Regions from separate parts of the Oryctolagus cuniculus genome. Here region 1 is linked to region 2. Evidence: chromatin contacts called from public Micro-C data. All regions are on one chromosome and are shown on one strand. The core of a region is the stretch at or near the end of the contact, and the rest is flanking DNA. Distances in the headings are between cores, read along the strand shown.

Evidence for each region. A called contact is a pair of places that touch in the nucleus more often than the background predicts.
Region 1: a Micro-C map of ear pinna shows a contact between it and region 2, with 3 times the contacts expected there. The contact joins the enhancer-like site here to the promoter of MICAL2 in region 2. A contact is called at or near these places in 3 of 6 Hi-C or Micro-C datasets (ear pinna, psoas muscle and an unstated tissue).

What each region holds. Positions count from the first base shown.
Region 1 is chr1:54,180,467-54,183,577 of mOryCun1.1, forward strand. No RefSeq gene overlaps it. Among named protein-coding and RNA genes, the nearest start is that of DKK3, 32 kb to the right of the region's middle. Within about 2 kb of position 1,380, at least 2 of the 8 cell types and tissues checked have an H3K27ac peak or open chromatin away from gene starts, as enhancers often do. A contact at or near this core is called in ear pinna, where this site is marked.
Region 2 is chr1:54,122,821-54,125,819 of mOryCun1.1, forward strand. It overlaps MICAL2 (microtubule associated monooxygenase, calponin and LIM domain containing 2), which reads right to left and starts at 1,743. Exons shown (of 36, transcript XM_070073245.1): 1 at 1,578-1,743.

The DNA.
Region 1 (3,111 bases), core at 130-2,629, 57 kb after region 2:
GCACAAACAGCCCTGGTGCGACACACACACACACACACACACACACCCGTGTGGCACCCCTGTGGCCAGCAGCATGCACACCCAAGTGCCGCGCCCCACCCCCAGCAGACTTCCCGTGAGATGACCACTGCAGGTCCAAAGTCTGAGAGCCCTATGAATCAGGCCTTAAATGGCAGTAGGTACCTGCTGTGCAGGAGGGTGGGACAGCATGCACACGTGTGTGCCAGAGTTTGTGCGCGGCCCTGGTGCCACCGTGGATTCAGGTCCCAGGGAGCTCCCCCCAGCCACCCATCAGGTGGCTTGGAGTCTCTGCCACCCACTGGGCTCCGACATAAATTAAGATGCCTATTATGTGCCATGCAGTGCCTTCGAGCAGTGTACAACCTAAGATCCCAAACATGGGCCACAGGCACCATCGCTTCCAGGTCTTTGAGCTGCACCCTGAGTAGCGGACCCCGCCTGCATGGTGCAGCTCCTCAAGGCCTCCCTCCCCTGCTCAGCGAAGGCTCAGGGGTGGAGCAGGGACTTCAGCAACCAGAACAGGGATGGGCAGGTGAGGCAGAGCCCTGCCCAAGCCTCAGCCATCTCCTGAGGAGGCTCCCTGGGCTCAGCCTGCCAATTAAAGGCCAAAGATCAAAGAGGAAGGCTTCAGCAAGGAGCCCAGTGGCCTCCCACAGGAGGATTCTCCGTGTTCCTCATTAGGCGTGACCAAGAGCTGGTAATCACTATGGAAACCTGGAGCTCCTAGAGCAGCCGCCCAGCCTGGCTTTCACCCGCCACGGACTTGGACCAGTCATAGTTCCTCACGTCCCCACCCACGGGGATCTGGGCACATGCTAATTGCCCCAGACTTTGGCCGCAGACCGCACCACTCCCCTGGGCCAGATACCGCGCACCTGCCTCCTCCCTAGCCCAGGAGCCTGTGCACCTTGGCTGTGTGCTTCAGCCCCACCCTGCAGGCCCCTGGCAGGCAGAGGGGTACAAGGAGCAGAGGTGGCCACGGCCAGAGGGGCCCTGCACCCCATGCTGGGCGCTCCCCGCCCCACCAGTGAGGGGAAGGAAGCACCCCATGCCACACCGTATGTGCCACAATTCCTCATGCCCCGTCTCCCGCGGTGAGAAGGTAAGCTCCACAAGGAAGGGTTTGCAGCCACAGCGTGTGGCTGCTGTAACAAATTCCTGCAAACTCAGAGCCTCGAAACGACAAAATTTATGATCCCCCCGTTCTCAAGGTCAGAAATCTCACTGGATTAAGTCAAAGGCAGGGCCATGTTTCTCCCTGGAGGCCGCCAGGAGGCTCTGTTTCCGTGCCCTTTCCAGCTGCCACCGGCCACCTGTCTGCCTCGGCTTGGGGCCAAGACTCCCGTTGCTCCAGCCTCGGCTTCTACCAGCTCAGCTCCTCTCACCCTGCCTCGCCTGCCCCTCTTCCCCTTTGAGGGACCCCTGTGGCTGCAGCCAGCGCACCTGGTTAAGCCAGGCTCACTTCTGGATCTTTGGGTCAGCTGCTAGGCAACTTAACTCCTGCTAGCCATGGACACGGCATATTCACGGATGCCAGGGCTGAGGGCGTGGGTTTTCTGTTCACCGCTGCACCCCCGGGGCCTCGAGCCGTGCCTGGCACACAGAGAACCCTAGCAAAGTCATGCCGAAGGGGTAAGTGGCCCAATGTGTGATTGAGTCATCCCCAGTAAGACTCACTTCCACAGCAAACGGTTGTCATGCTTACTAAATGCACGCCCTGTTGGAAGTGCCTTAGACAGATGATCTCATTGGATCCCCAGCACTTCTGCCAGGCCCATTGTATTCCTCTCTGCCTCAGGGCGTGTGTCCCGCCCTCGCTGAGCACCTTACACTTCTGATCTCACTCATCCTCATGGAGGAAGACCATTGTCAAGTTTCAGGCTCAATTTGGGGGTCCTGAGGGGCTCTGGGCTATGGGGGCACACTGCTCCTTTCTCACTGTTGATCAGACCAGGACCAATGCCCCCTAAAGAAACAAGGAATGCCAGTGTTCCCGCCTGGAGGTGGGCTTCTGCCTCCCAGGCCTTGCCACTGTGCCCACGCCTGCAGCCCGCCCCGCCCGTCATCTGGAGCTGGGCCTGACTGCTCTGCCCATAGAAGCCAGTCCCCCTCCCAGGGACAGGAACCCACCTCAAACCCCACTCAGGGCTCCAGGCGCATTTCTCTGATGGCCACTGTAGGGGCACACATGTGCCCATCCCCCAGCTGGGCCCTATCCACGTTTTGCCCATCCTGGAGCCATCTCCGTCTGCTGCCTCCGTGACACGTTGTCCCCTCAGCTCATCCCCCCTGCCTGCTCTTCAAGGCCATGGGCATACAGGCCGGCAGGAAGCCCCCAGCTCTGTCCTCGGCTTCCCTGCAGCTCCGCGGCAAGAATGCTGGTTGGACAGTGAGGCCTCGCTGGCCCCCCACTTGCATCTTGACCTTTGCAATCAAAGCCAAGAGGAGCGAAGCTGACCGGTGCCTGCCAGCACAGTGGGGCATCGCATTTTCTGTTCCTGCCAGCACATTTTTTTAGGTCAATGTCAGATCAGGGAAATCCAATACCGTATGTCCCAATGTTTTATTGGAAAACAGAGAAGTTGCTTTCCAAAATAAGTAGTGTTTACTAGCGAAGCCTATAGAAACCACCATCAGTGAACCTGCAGCCCTAGCTTCATTGCTGTGAACCCTGTAACCATGTCCATGTGCCTGGACGTGTGTGCATGTACATTTGCACAGGGGGTTAGTGTGTATCCATCAAGGGGCCGTGGGCCACGTGCACGTGTGTCTATGTGATTTTATATCTGGCCCTCTCTGTTTACACGCTCCCTCCCTTCCCTGTACCCCCCGGTCTCAGCCTTCACCCTGTTCTCTCCAAGCTGGCTGGGGATCTGGGACTCACGTCCTAATGCCCACCATCTGCCCCACCCCCCTCGGTGCAGACTTGCTGTGCAAGATCACCAAGCCCAGTGTCTGGTTACCCAGTTGGGCCCCAGCAATTTGAGCTCACGGGATGTTAGTGGCCCTGGAAATGGCACCGTGTGCTGCCCCAGCGAGGCCGTGGGTGGCACGTCTCACTGATGGGCACCTCGACCGCAGGATCTCCCC
Region 2 (2,999 bases), core at 493-2,992:
CAGAGGTGAGACCAAGTCAGTGTTGGAAGGAGGCTTCCCCCAAAACCCCACCCAACACTGGCAGTCAGTCTCTCTTGCTCACACTGTGGCCATCCCTACTCTTAACTAGAAGGCAGAGTGGGGAAGAGGTTTACGGCTTCAACAACCTGGCCTCAGCTGGGCCAGCTTAAGGGTTTTGCAGGAGAAGCATCCCCTATAATCCTGGTGGGCAGCCTTCAGAGGCCAGGAGGTGGCACTCAGCACACAGTGGGCTCACGATCTCACACACCGCACACACTTCTCACAGCCATGGGCAGCAGGCAGAGCACTGGACTTAGCACTGAGGGAGCCGGGGTTGACTCAGGCTTGGGCACTTACCCCACCTGAGTATCTTTCCTCATCTCTGAAACAGGAGGGGGAGCAGGAGGAGCGAAGGAGGGGGTGGGGGAAGCTCTCAGAGTGTTTGAAGGATAACAGTGAGATCCCCTGCGAAAGCGCCACAGGACCGGCCTGACCTGCAGTAGGAATCAAATAAATCTTTCCTGTCTGCCACAGAAGGCGAGTCCTTACCGCAATTAAAGTTTCCAGGACACGGGGCGGGGCTGCCCTGAGGCCCATTTATGGGGTCCTCTGCCCCTAGAGGAGGGTGGGGCGCGACAGAGTCGCAGGTGCCAGGGAACCCCAACACGCAAGGACCAACGGGCCAGCTCACCGCTGGCACTTCTCCCTTGCGACCTGCCCACAAGGGGGCTGGTCAGTGACTTCATCCTTCGTCCAAACCACGGAGGGCTGTAGCGAGCCGGCGAGACTGACAGCAAGAGAAACCCAGGGCTGGGGACTCCACGACGTGCACACTGACTCGGTTTCAACAGGCCTCTTCCCCATCCAGCCAAGGCCGTTCCCGGCTCAGCCTGCCGGGGAGCCCGGGCTGGGACAAAGTTAACCCCACCTGCTCCGGGCAGAGGCTGCCGGCAGGACTCAGCTCCTCCCCGGGGCCAGACGGGCGACCGCAGAGCGGGCGCTCCCGGGTCGGGGGCGAGCGCGGGCTGCCGGGGGGCGCGCGACCCGGAGAGGACCGAGCCGCAGCCGCGGCCCTGGCCCCGGCCCCGGCCCCGGCCCGCAGCGACCAGGCCACTGATATTGGCACTGCTTAACTTCCTGTTATTAAGGAGGGAGAGAAACGGGGGAGGAAAATAAAGAGGGGGGGGCGCAAAAGGCGCAGAGCCCGAAGAGCACCCGGCCCAGTTCAGGGGGCGACCAGAGGCACGTCTGGCCATCGCGCCCCTCGGATTCGCCGTTTGGGGTTCTCTGGGTTCGGAGCGGCAGGGCTGGAGTGTTGGGGACGGAGGGACAGGTCGTACGGGCTGCTGGCGGGAGGCTTTTATTGTATTCTAATCGTTTCAGAGACCAGCGGGGGCGCCCCGGGCTCTCCCACGGGGCCACCTGCTCTCTGCGCGCTAGCGTGGGGGCTCTGAGGCAGGGGATGCTTCGGCCGCACCTGACCCTCCCCGGCGCCCGGCAGGGCGCAGAGTCCAGCTGGGGCTGACACGGTCCCCACCCGCCCGCCTTCCCCAGCTCCCATGCCTTCCCCGTCTTACCGAAGGTCGCGCGGGCCGCCGGGCCTGGGGTCAGCGGCTGCCTCCGCCTCCGGCTGTGGGCGCAGCTGTCGGAGCCCGCGGGCCGCCTGCGGAGCTGGGAGCTAGCGAGGCGGCCCCGCGCAGGCTTAGCCGGCCAGGCGCCCGCGGTTGTGCGCGGCGCGGCGCACCGGCCTGGGGAACGCCCCGTCGGCGGCAAAGCCAATGAGAGGGCTGCCGGGGGCGCGGCCCCGCCCCCGGGCCGAAGCATACGGCCAATAGCAGTACGGCGCGGAGCCCGCCCCCGCCCCCGCCCCGCCCCGCCCCCACGGGCCGGCTGTCACCGCCGCTGCCGCCGGCGCACGTGGGCTGTAGCCCGGCCCCGAGCGCGGAGAGCTGCCTGGCGCTCCCACCCAGGCGGGCGCAGGCTGGGGATGGGCTGAAGGCCGCTAGCAGCAGGGCGTGGTGGCGCTGCTAGATAAAAAGCCCGGCTTTGGCATCCTGGTGCCGAGGGAGAAGCAAGAGCTGCGCCTCCCGCACTGTGGCCCTGGCCCGAGCAGCTGGAAAGCGAGGCTCAGCTTCTGCTTTGGGACGTGGGGAAGCCGCAGTGCTCTCCCAGCTCTGCCTCCTGGCTTTGCTCCTTCCTTGATCGCCCTCAGCTTCAGCAAACCGTCCTGCCAGCTAGCAGCCTCTTCCTGTCACTTGAACGGGCCTTGCTTAGGCTGAAGCTGATGGGAAGAGGGGCAGCGGAGGTGGATGACACGTGTACCTTGGTCAGCTCGCCTGAGGCCCTCCCCCCACCTTTCTGCTGTCAAATGTCTGCCTTCAGCTCTGCTCTGCCCACCCTCAGGGGTGGCCCTATACACACCCCTCCACCCCCCACACACACCGCATCCCCTACTGCAGAGGGCACCTTCCAGGGGAACCACAGGGTGTTGGCGTGGGGTACGGTGAGGACTGTGGAGCATCTTGTGCCAGCTGCTCTGCTACAGTGATCCTGAACTGGGATCTCCTTGGGCAGGAGGCCTGTCTGACTCACCTCCCAGCTTATCCTGGGGCCTGACGCAATGTAAGCATCCGTAAGTGTTCTTGGAACTGGGCTGACCCACAGGGAGGAAAACAGGCAGGCTTGGGCAGTGAGAAGCAGGGTCGTGGCTCCAGGCTGCTGGAATCTCTGCACAGCCAGGCCACCCCGTGGAGACGCCACGTTCCCTCGCCGGGTAGGTGCAGCCAGAACAGGTGGCTTATTTTTCCTCTTCCCCTTACCATGTGATCTGACTCCCTGCCTTTTGGACTTCCCAGGTACTGCCCTACCTGGCAGTTCTCTTAGCATTCCCAGCAGTCAGTCCGCTTCCTGCAGAGGAACTTTCCAGCAAAGTGCTGCCCTTTCTCAGAGGGGCAGCACTCCACACATTACCTCATCGAAGTCTGGCCCTATAGGCATGC